4 separate regions of the Mus musculus genome follow, and regions 1, 2 and 3 are each linked to region 4. Evidence: chromatin contacts called from public HiChIP or PLAC-seq and promoter capture Hi-C data. All regions are on one chromosome and are shown on one strand. Each heading gives the region's core, a stretch centred on a gene start, on an enhancer-like site or on the middle of the called end of the contact. The rest is flanking DNA. Distances are from core to core; before and after follow the strand shown. Region 1 overlaps Cast (calpastatin). Region 2 holds the start of E430024I08Rik (a long non-coding RNA gene). Region 3 has its middle 15 kb from the start of Gm46430. Region 4 holds the start of Glrx (glutaredoxin).

Region 1 (2,700 bases), core at 141-2,640, 1.1 Mb before region 4:
TAATTTATTATTAGCATCCCCAAAAGAGTTATACACCGAGTATACAATATTTCATGTTTGACTTATCAACATTAACCCAAAGATACATCAAAGCTGAAGAAAAAGACATAATAAGAAATCAAAATACTGACAAAAGTTGGGAGCATTATTTTTCAAATGCTAAAAAAATTTAGTGCAAACCAAAAATACTAATGAGATTTACAGGCACTGTATATATAAAGTGCAAAGGTTTGTAAAGGCTTTCTGGGATTTTTGGTGTTTTAAGAAACTATCAAATATATTTCTTACAAATATAAAGCTTCCTTCTCCCATCTAAGGGCAATTAAAAATCTTTGAAGTTTATCAATACTCAATACAGAACACAGGTGAAGCAGACAAATTCATTTTCGTTCTGGAAAAGAATAACAACTCAGTGTTTAAGATGTCAAAAGACATAACAAATACCACTGTCCAGAAACCACCCAGAAAAAACTGTCATCAAAGCCTTTGTTCTTCAAAAGTCACCATCCACCAGCTGAAGAATTTCTATTCAGATACCCTTAAAATAAAAGGAAATATGAGTGAGTAGGTTGTTAATAGAAGGTCATCAGTTACTCTGAGAAATGTGGAGCAGCTCTTGTTGGTGTGCTAACTGCGCTATAGGAAATGAAATGGATCCTGGCAAGAGAGCTGGGCCATTTAACCCATAGTTTAAAACCAAACCAAACCAAACCAAAACAAAACAACAGAAACAAAAAACCAAAATACCTTACTTTACAGTTTCATTTAATATATGTATGCCACAGTATGCATGTGGACTTCAGAGGGCAACTTCCATGAATCTACCATGTGCATCCCTCACCATGCCAACCCCATTTCTTATTTTCTTTTCTGTTGTTGTTGTTGTTGTTCTTTTTATTTGTTTTCTTTAAGGCTTTGTTGAGCATGCAGTTTCATTTTATGATTTTTAGGAAGATCAGAACCCACCTATTGAAGAATAGGTCAGAATCCATTATTGTTCTTTCAGAATTAAGAAAAAAACAAAACAAAAACAGAAGGTTAAACAGCCTTTATTCCCAAACTGTGATTTCTACCACTCACCATGCATTGTATTTCAGATAGCAATTACTGCCATTTTGCTACAAATACATTGCAAGAAAAGTCTGTATAATTTCAAAGATTGAACTAGCTTGTGGTGTATGATTTTCATTCAAAGTCTGAGTTCTTTAAAGAGTTTTGTGGTTTTTGGTTTTGTTTTGTTTTTTTCAAGGACAAGTTTTTCTGTGTAGCCCTGGCTGTCCTGGAACTCGCTCTGTAGACAGGCTGGCCTTGAACTTTGTGAGCTCTGCCTTCCTCTGCCTTTGATAGGATCAAAGCCACCACCACTGCCAGGCCATTTTAAGAGTAATTTAATCAATGATTAACAAGAAAAGTTCTAGTAGCACAATAAGCCCTTTAGTGCTTGTTGGGGAATGGAATACTTTGAACTTCGCAAGCTATGGGTCCTAAGAACAGGAACAGGTGTGGAATACTCAGAGAGAAACTTGCCTCTCGCGCCCCACGGTGCCAGCTGCTAGAAGGCAGTTATTGCTATTTACAGTGGAAACTCAACTTACCAAATTCATTAACTGTGTCTTGCATCTTCTTTAGCCTTTGGCTTGGACACTTCCTCTGTCTTCTAAGGGGGAAGCAAAGCTATAGTGAGTGCTTTTATTTCTAAATCAACACTGCACAATAACTCACCAGGAAACAGAAGGAGAAAATGAACTCCTGGATAAGGACCAAACAGAAGGCAGAGAGGGTGGCCTGGTCTATATTCTTCATTTGACACAAACATGCTCTGTTCTTTCCTTAGTTTTTAAGTTATAAGATGTAAATAGTCTTAATCCTAAATTTCTCACTTTAAACATGTTTTTAATGGACCCTATAAAATTTTTGCCTGGGGCCAGCCCCGGTGGGGGGTGGGTGGGTGGGGTCTTCTTTCTTGTAGATTCTTGAAGCAGCAGAGGGGGAAGAGCATCGTTGGAGGATAAGACTTTGTCCTACAAGATATTTAGGGTTGCTGTATAATAATAATAAGTTTACTTATCTAAGTCTGTTATCTTGCTACTGTAGTTGACCTGCCTGTGGTGATCCTCTGAGGCCAAAAACTGCAGTTTTTGGCACTTAGCACATCTTCCTCAAACAGCAACGGATTAAGTAAATAGCCTTTGTACTATCTCAGCAGGAGCTGCTGGGCTCTCACTTTCAGCCTGCTAGTTGGAAGTCACAGGAAGAAAAAATGGACACTTAGAAAAGTGATTATAGCATTTATTACTAAGTTGTAAAAAGTTTCCTATGAAACTTTTAAAGCTTTTATGAAGCTAACTGAGGGGAAAAGCAGAAAGATCCTATGTGGTGAAGGGGAAAAATTCTCTAAAAGGGGAAAGGGGGCAAAAATTCTAGTAAGGAAAAAGATTCTTCCAGGAGGGGAAAAGGAAAAAAATCTCCTCTCTTCTCTATGTCTTCAGTACTTATAATGCTTTCAGAATACATGATCGCATGTTACAAAGTTCATCATAAGTTCACACACAAAAAAATCAAATCATAAATTGCAATAGTTTACAACAGAGGATGTTTACATGCATATCCATTAGGAGAAATTATCTGGCTAAACATCCATCACCTGTCTCAGCTCCACAGGTTCACTGAAGGTTTAAAACCATAACTAAGGTATTAGTG
Region 2 (2,700 bases), core at 2-2,501, 1.4 Mb before region 4:
AATCCTAATGTTTTGAGCTGATTCAGCCCTGATACTGATGTTATTCAGAGTTCACCGCCTGTTTTAGCAAGTGAGGAGCATCACAAAGGACCGCACAATTGGCCACATCTGGTTACATCTGGCTGAGGCTTCCCATACAGCCCCAGAGAGGACACACCACCTCAGCTCCCACTGCTCAGCCACCTGCCCCTACCCATTATAGACAGTAACCATGCGCTTACCATGTTTCAAAAACGGAGCTTACTTGAGGTCCACTCACAGCACCCAACAGCAGCGCTCAAAGCAAGACACAGAGACGGTTCAATCCTGTAGAGCAAAAACAAACTTCCAGCAAGGCATCCGGAAGACCCCGCCTCATTGTCTGACTGGCAGTTCGCCCTGGAATCCTTGATTGGCCAGCGAGTCTTACCCCGCCTCTAGATTAAAGTGTGCTTCCTGTCCCGGTCCAGTCCTTTTACAGATCTCGGGAGTGGTTTGCATTCGGGTGGCATTTGTGCCTATCCTCCTAGAGCCTCCTCTATCTGTGGTCCCAGGCCGACTTTGAGGAGGATCCACCATTGCAGCTCCGGCTGTTCATCCGCCTGCTCCTCCCCTTTGTGGGCAGTGATCTCGCACTCACCATGTCTCAACTTCGGAGCTCGCTTAAGGTCCCCAATGGCACCCAACAGCATTACTCAAAGCAGGACGGAAAGGACTATTCACTCCTGCATTCCAAAACGAACGTGCAGCAAGCCACCCGGAAGAACCCTCCTCATTGTCTGACTGGCAGATCCGCCTGGGGCCCTAGATTGCCCAATGAGTCTTACCCCTCCTCAAGGTTAAATAGAGCTTCCAGTCTTGGGTCAGACCTTTTCCAGATCTCTGGTCTGACTTGCTCTCCATTAGCATTTGTGTCTATCCTCCGAGCGGTGGGAGTGGAGACAGCATTTCAGCTCAGGCTGTTCAGCCGCCTGCTCCTTCCCGTTGTAGCAGTGGTCCTGCACTCACCATGACCTACTTCCTGGCTTGCTTGAGCTTTCCTCACAGCACTTCCCCTTCTTCCTGAAATCAAGGTCGCTAGCCTTTTACTAAACTGGGAGTGGAGTTATCAATCTGGCTCACCAGTGGAAGGATGCCCAGGATAATAACACTAAAGAGGATTTTAGGATACAAGAGTTTTGTTTTGTAGCTTGATGCTGGACCAGGGGAAATGCAGGTCCTTTTCACCAAAGAGGTATGAAACAACCTTGGGAGAAAACCAGGAAAGAGATGACAAACAGTGTAGAGCACTGTTGTTAGCCAGCGCATCTTCCTCAGTGGCAGGGTGGAGACAAACCACAGTTGTATTAGTACAGATAATCGTACCTCATCTCATAGGACGAATTTCTTTATGTATGTAGAAAGGGGATTAATAGAATGTCTCACAGACAGTGGTCCTCCTAGTCCAATAATGGCTTAGCACATTCATTGCCAAGGGAAAGAAGAAAAATCAAGGACTTGTTGAGTTCACATTGCTTGATATCTCAGCGGATCTTGAGAACTTACCAGAATTCTGAAGAAATACGTACTTACTAATGCCAGTTTAAAAACAAAACAAAATGAATGAATGAACAAACAAAACACCTTGCTAAAAAATGTAGGGAAAGAAGTAGACAATTTGAAAGAACTTCCCTGTTTAAGGTCCTTTATGTATGTAGGTTTCAGAAAGAATGTGTAGCCTGGATTAAAGGTGGATCTTAAACTCTCAAAAGACCAAGATATAGCAAGGGTTTCTCACTTCAAAAGGAATAATTAAGAAAACTCCCTTACAGGATGCAGGGTTAGAGTTAGGGGATTAGAGGGTTAGGATTAAGATAAAGAGTGTTTAGATTAGGGTTAGTGTGGTTAGGGTTACAGGTTTAGGGTTAGGCTCAGGGTTAGCACAAAGATTTTGCTGTGCTATGTGAAATCAGCTCCTGTCTCTTCTCTCATCTGCCTTCCCAGTCCTCTTTTTCATACTATCAGCATCTTCCTTCCTGCCCCAAAGAAAGTCATAAGGGGGCTATGCAAGAACCCGGAATTCCCTGATGGGAAATAGGTTTACTTTACTCAGGGGCCCAGTTCTCATACAACAGAAAACCACTATTTCTTCAGTTGTTGTTTTAAATTTCACCTAGGGAATCCTCTTAAAATGTAAGCAATCATGGGGCTTGGTGTCTTTTTTTGATAATGATATAAAGCATAGACCATTTAATTTTACCAGGTCTTTAGGTAATATAACCACATGGTTCAAGATCAAATGGTAGGCACCATTATTCTTGATGGTCCCACCGAGTCAATAGTATCCCTATTACACAAAGAAGAAATATCAGACTTACAAAGTATTCGTTTTGCATCTTAATGTTTTGTTTTGTTCTGATTCTAGTAACTTCTACCTTACAGATTTAATGGCTCCTCAAAAGAACCTAAAAGTTTTCCCATCCACATACCTCCAAAAGTGGCATACTAACAAAGGATACAATGACTTTGATATTCACAGATCCCAACAGACAAGTATAAGTTACTAAGTGCTAGTAAGGCATTTTTTTAAGATTTTTTTTTAATGTCCATGAATATACACTGTAGCTGTCCTCAGATACACCAGAAGAAGGCGTTGGATTCCATTATAGATGGTTGCAAGCCACCATGTGCTTACTGGGAATTGAACTGAGGTCCTCTGGAAGAGCAGTGCATGCTCTTAAC
Region 3 (2,700 bases), core at 77-2,576, 1.2 Mb before region 4:
TTCTCTTTCAATTCCCCCTCACCAATCTCCTCCCGAAGGTGACTTCCCTGTCCTAGGGCAATTGTGCGCAGAGCAGTTTCCCAATAATCCAGCATTTTAATACACTCCAATCTAGTTTGATAGCGAAGAAATAACCTATGAGTCAAGATATCAAATAATAAAATGAAAAAGACAAGGTAACTAAAATGGTTGGATCACATAGGAAGGGCAGCTGGGAGAAGGACAGACCAACCTCTGGGCTTAGAGGGAGGATAGGCCAGTCAGGCATACCTTGTAATGGGTAGGAGCTGAGGAATGTCAGGGAGAACCTGAGAACCAGGTTTGTTTTCAATTGTTAAATAGCACCTCAGCCCTTTGTCCTAGTGTTTGAGACTTAGCACTAGAAAAAATGAGAAAGTTGAAATGATTTAATTTTAATTCCCAAAATCATTTTAAATGTTTAAAGAGGCTTTATGGTTGGGTATTGTTCAGGGTCTAGACATATGTATTAGAGGACACCAAATATTATCCATACCTTTCTCTCAGGTTGTGCATTTTCAGACAAAAAAGCAACAGTCTGTGTTATAAGCAGCCACAGCAGGTTGTCCAGATCTTGGGTGTTGTTTTAGAAGGGTAATATAAACCCCAATTGTTTCCATTTTGAGGACCAGGCCTGAGTCCACGCTGGAAGATACCAACTACAAGAACAGACCATAAGTCTCAGAAACTAGGTATTCAGACACCAGCTCTAGAAGCAGACCATAAAATCCAGCACAAGATCATAAAACCCTCTCCCGAAGTACAGCCTGGGGATAACCACAAAAACGGAGAAATGTCTTATCTCAGAATGGGCCATCTGTAGCCCTATTTCATCACATGGTTCAATGTTCATGACATAGGAATGCAGGCCGCTGACCCGCTAGAGCCCACCAATGCAATTTTAGATTACCTAATCTTCCTAGAGAGTCTCCTGGTTTATGTGGGGTCCTCATTCTAGAGAATGATTAAGTCCTTGAGTCCTTAAATCCTTGAATGCTATTGTGTTTTTCAGAATAAACATTCTTTGGTTTTGCATACTAAGTCTGGGGCCTTCCTTCAGAGATTTTGCAGACCATTACATTTAGTGCATTGGCAGGGAATCGAAGGGGTCCCTCTTGACTTGATAGTAGAGAGGGTTGTTATTGTTGTTGAGAGCAATGGACTCTCCTAGCAATGGGCAAGTCAGGGTGTGTCTGAGTTTGCTGTGTGTATCTTGACTTTGTCAAGTTCTGAGTAGCCTTTTGTCTTGCTCTCTGTGGGGTGATTTCTTTTGTCTTCACAACCTGAAGGCCAAAGGAGGTAGGGCAGTCAAGCTGGTAACTTCCTCCTGGCCTTGGGGATGAGAGGTGCTCTCCAGCTCCCTTCAGATGCAGTTGCAGAGAGCTCCATTCTGACACAGGTTCTGATGGAAGCTATCAGGTTCTTCCCAGCTGGGAGAGCCCGCTCCAGGGATAGGCTGCCTTCTTGTCTCTGGACTCCTTTCTGTTGGAGTCAGAGAACACCAGTGCAAACACAGGCCGGTTTTTTCCTGGAAAGAATGGCCTGCTTTTAAAGTGGGTTGGCCGGAAGCACACACTTTCCACCTTCCTACTATCTACTTGGTTCAAAGTATTGTGTATGTAAATCCTGGGCACCCTGACCAGGTTCCAAACAACATGGTCTGGCAGTATCTGGTGGAGAGCCCCATAAGTAGCTAAAGCCTTTCCTACCACCTATCCCAATGACCTTACAGTACAAATTGATGGAGCTCTCAAAGAATCTTAAGCCAGCAGTCCAATTCCCTCCAGCTCTGGAGGAAAATTCCTTCCTGGCGCCTTATCATTCTATCCTGGTTCACACCCATCCCTTGTAAATGGCAGATGCTGGTCCAGGCCCTGGGGAAGAGGTTTACATCATTCTAGCCCTCTTCACACAGGTGCCCGCACTACAAGATAGACAGATTCTACCACAATGGCACTGCCCTTTTGAGCAACTGTCCCTCCCACGCCCACCATTTTGGATAGGCAAGGGAAGACAGTACAGGGCACACATCCCCTTTTCCACTACTGATCTATACAAGTGGAATGTGCAGAATCCCAAGTTCAGAGAAACCTGCTACCCTCATAGACATATATTAGACTCTGAACTACATATTGTTTTGTTTTGTTTTTTTGAGACAGGGTTTCTCTGTGTAGCCCTGGCTGTCCTGGAACTCACTCTGTAGACCAGGCTGGCCTCGAACTCTGAAATCCTCCTGCCTCTGCCTCCCAAGTGCTTTGATTAAAGGCGTGCGCCACTCTGAATTACTTTTAAAGAGTTTACTACTCATAGAGCAGAAAATGTTGTTCATAGTGAACACTGTCCTTACTCATATAAGGATAATGAGTATGCGCTTTTAAATATTATATATATATGTACATATACATACATATACGTATAACTATACTGACATAAACAGTTTAATAATTTAAAAAATATTCATAACCACTAAAGTCTTATTTAAAAACAGTATAATAATTTAAAGATCCAGCATGGAGCTTCTTCCCTATTTCTAAATTAAAATGCAACTACCTTCATGCCTATAGATACACTTAAAGTGATCACAGCAAAACTTTTAAAATGATACTAATTCTTTATTAAAAAAAAAAAAAAAGAGGACATGGCTGGCCAGTAGTTTTATCGGGGGAAGAGGTATAACTATTT
Region 4 (2,700 bases), core at 84-2,583:
TTTGAGATAGATGAGAGAGTCAGATTGTTAGGAAAAGGAGGAAGGGAAAGACCAGACAAATGAGAAGGAGAGAAAGACTCTAAAGGAACAGCCTGAGCTGGGTGCTTATTCCCCAGGGTCATGTGAACAGCAAGAACCCTCAAGAGGTCCTTGAAACAGCTGGCATCAGAAGGTTGCCAGAAAGTTAAGACTCTAGCCCTAAACTTGTTCAGAATTGTGGGAAGCTATGGGCTGAGAGGTCTACAACCCTGCCATGGGCCAGCCACCTCAGCCATGCAGCCAGGCCGCTTCTCCGTTGGCAGAACTCTCTCTCCGCTTCTTCTGTGGCCCTGACTATTACCATCTGACTGTTATTTTGCCATTTGATGTGGGTAACAGTGAGAGTGACAAAGAAAGCAGCCCCCAGAAGTCAGTTTACTTCTCTTTGGTCACAATGTGCACCAGAGCCGTCACCAGGACATGACTGTAGTCTGACCTCCTGTAAGATACTCTGGTTCTACTGTGGAGCTGGTTGCTTGCTTGGAAAGGTGCTTCAGTCTGACAGGAGTTTTCTCTTCGACTTGCTTATCTACCTCAGCACCACCTCCCAAAGCACCTCAGCTCACTGTCAAAACAAGTCAGACAGGAAAAGATCCACATTCTGTCTGGAATCTCAGGTCAGGGGTTATGGGAGAATTTGTTTCTTACTGAACTGCTATTCAAAGGTCACCAGCCCTAAGGCTTTTGGAGTAAGAGAGACCTATTAAAAAGCTTAGCTTCACAGGTAGGCCCCGTGGCAAAGTTCAGTCACAAATCTACCCCACTGAAAAGGGCTCATTGTTCACCATGAACTCAGAGCATGGCACCCCACTTTTTAAAGACAGAGAGAAAGTACAGACAAGCACATTTTTACATGTCAAGAACCAAGTCCACTAATCACACAAGTACCCACCTTACAGGGCAAAGAAAGCATGCCGGTGCAACCCACAAGGCCCAATCACTATGCAGTCCCCACATCCTATGAAGAGCCAAAGCTTTCCTGAATGGTTGTGTTTTTATTTTTCAAAACAACCGTGTTTCCAAAAGAAGAGAGAGAGAGAATTTGTTCTAAGAGGACCTGGGGCCTCCTACCCAGAAACTGGTCTGCGCTGTCTCTGCTACCCTAGAGGGTGACTTAGTTCTGTTCTTGGGGAGGACACAAGACAGCCTGTTATAGCTTACACAGCCAGTGTGCAATGGTAGGCCTAGGAAGTACTGACTCATACCAAAATGAACTGACTTTGGGGCTGGCCCTTTAAAACTGAAGCATCCTACTTGGTAACTCCTCCTCCAAGGAGGTTCCTTATTAAATGAGAGCTGCTGGCTAAGCGCCGCTGCATTACCGGACCATTACTTTCAACTGCACGTTCCTCCCTGGAGAAGCTGCAGCCTGTCAGCATGGCTCAGGAGTTTGTGAACTGCAAGATCCAGTCTGGGAAGGTGGTCGTGTTCATCAAGCCCACCTGCCCCTACTGCAGAAAGACCCAAGAAATCCTCAGTCAACTGCCTTTCAAACAAGGTCTTCTGGAGTTTGTGGACATCACAGCCACTAACAACACCAGTGCGATTCAAGATTATTTACAACAGCTCACCGGAGCGAGAACAGTGAGTGTGTTTAAATGCTAAGGAAGCGCTGGGGTGTTGCTGTTTCCTTTCCAGAGCTTTGTAGACAGCTAGCTGTGCCTTTTCTAGGATGCCGTTGCCTGGGCTCTGTCCTTCAAAGCAGCCAGAGGACTTTGCAGGGTGTGGGGGAGGGACTCAAGGGAAGACACTGCTCAAATGAGTGGGCAGCAGGACTGCCTGGGAGGACCAGAAGGCAGAACGCTGGTTGGTGTGTGGATAGTGGGCCTGACAGCTGGGCTGGCGGCAGTTAAGTGTTTATCTGAAGGCTTTGTTTTAAGCACTATTTTGAACTGGCAGTGTTCTTCTGGCAAGGCAGGAGGCAGCTTCGAGGCTGGATGTGATCTCTAGCTTTTATGTTATGGATGGGGGCCATAGGCACTCTCTTCCCCCTGTTAGCATGTAGTGGGGTCTGCGGCCCTTCCTTTTCTTTGCACTAGGCTTTCTTTCTTTATCACCTAGTTTGTCCATTCTTACCTAGCCCCACCCACTAGAAAAGTAAATCCTGGACTCCATTTTTGCCTGTGCTGCCTTAATTGTAGGATATTTTCAGGTCTGGTTATCATGATAACTTACTGTATGATCTGATGGATTCTTGCCTTGGAGATCCATCCTCAGTGACGCAGGCTGCAAGATTAGAGGGAGCGCTTCAAAGTCCTGTTCCACAAATCCATATGCAGCTCTCTAAGAACACCTTCCTCCTCAGAAAAGGCTTTCTTTGTGCCTGGGCTGCTGCTGGAATGCCCAGCTCAACAGACTCCAGTGCTGGAAAGTGAGCTTGTTGTACAGTTAACTGGAGTGTTGGGGACAAAGCCGAGGCAGCCCCAACAAGCCAAGAACCTTGGCCACCTGCCTCCAATACCAACTAAAGTGACGCGTGACAGTGAAAAGCAGAGGAAAGAAACTTCCTCAGTGAGGCTTCATTGGGAAGCTGAAAAAATACAGATGTCCATGGATGCCCAAGTCCATAAAATGTATGGTGTGTGTGTCTGTGTACCCTTGTTTACACAACAGCCCAGTGGTTAATGTTGGATGACTTATTTAATCACTCTCAGCCTTACT

Evidence for each region. Promoter capture Hi-C pulls out the DNA fragments that hold promoters and counts their contacts. HiChIP or PLAC-seq counts read pairs in DNA pulled down with a chosen protein or histone mark.
Region 1: a promoter capture Hi-C map of liver shows a contact between it and region 4, with 8 times the contacts expected there. The contact joins the enhancer-like site here to the promoter of Glrx in region 4. A contact is called at or near these places in 4 of 39 promoter capture datasets (cranial neural crest, embryonic stem cells and liver) and 2 of 115 datasets of contacts at active chromatin or transcription factors (acute myeloid leukemia and embryonic stem cells).
Region 2: a contact with region 4 is called in a promoter capture Hi-C map of hippocampal neurons, with 10 times the contacts expected there. The contact joins the promoter of E430024I08Rik here to the promoter of Glrx in region 4. A contact is called at or near these places in 2 of 39 promoter capture datasets (hippocampal neurons and pre-B cells).
Region 3: an H3K27ac HiChIP or PLAC-seq map of embryonic stem cells shows a contact between it and region 4, with 4 times the contacts expected there. The contact joins the enhancer-like site here to the promoter of Glrx in region 4. A contact is called at or near these places in 1 of 39 promoter capture datasets (hippocampal neurons) and 3 of 115 datasets of contacts at active chromatin or transcription factors (astrocytes, embryonic stem cells and large pre-B cells).

What each region holds. Positions count from the first base shown.
Region 1 is chr13:74,694,296-74,696,995 of GRCm38.p6, forward strand. It overlaps Cast (calpastatin), which reads right to left. Exons shown (of 31, transcript NM_009817.4): 30 at 1,596-1,657; 31 at 1-538. The coding sequence ends at 1,604. Among named protein-coding and RNA genes, the nearest start is that of Erap1, 56 kb to the left of the region's middle. Within about 2 kb of position 1,391, at least 5 of the 459 cell types and tissues checked have an H3K27ac peak or open chromatin away from gene starts, as enhancers often do. A contact at or near this core is called in liver, where this site is marked.
Region 2 is chr13:74,462,361-74,465,060 of GRCm38.p6, forward strand. It overlaps E430024I08Rik (a long non-coding RNA gene), which reads right to left and starts at 1,252. Exons shown (of 8, transcript XR_003950546.1): 1 at 849-1,252; 2 at 222-306.
Region 3 is chr13:74,600,650-74,603,349 of GRCm38.p6, forward strand. No RefSeq gene overlaps it. Among named protein-coding and RNA genes, the nearest start is that of Gm46430, 15 kb to the right of the region's middle. Within about 2 kb of position 1,327, at least 6 of the 459 cell types and tissues checked have an H3K27ac peak or open chromatin away from gene starts, as enhancers often do. A contact at or near this core is called in embryonic stem cells, where this site is marked.
Region 4 is chr13:75,838,553-75,841,252 of GRCm38.p6, forward strand. Glrx (glutaredoxin) reads left to right here and starts at 1,334. Exons shown (of 3, transcript NM_053108.4): 1 at 1,334-1,623. The coding sequence starts at 1,417. It overlaps Gm41005 (a long non-coding RNA gene), which reads right to left and starts at 2,516. Exons shown (of 2, transcript XR_873685.2): 1 at 2,215-2,516.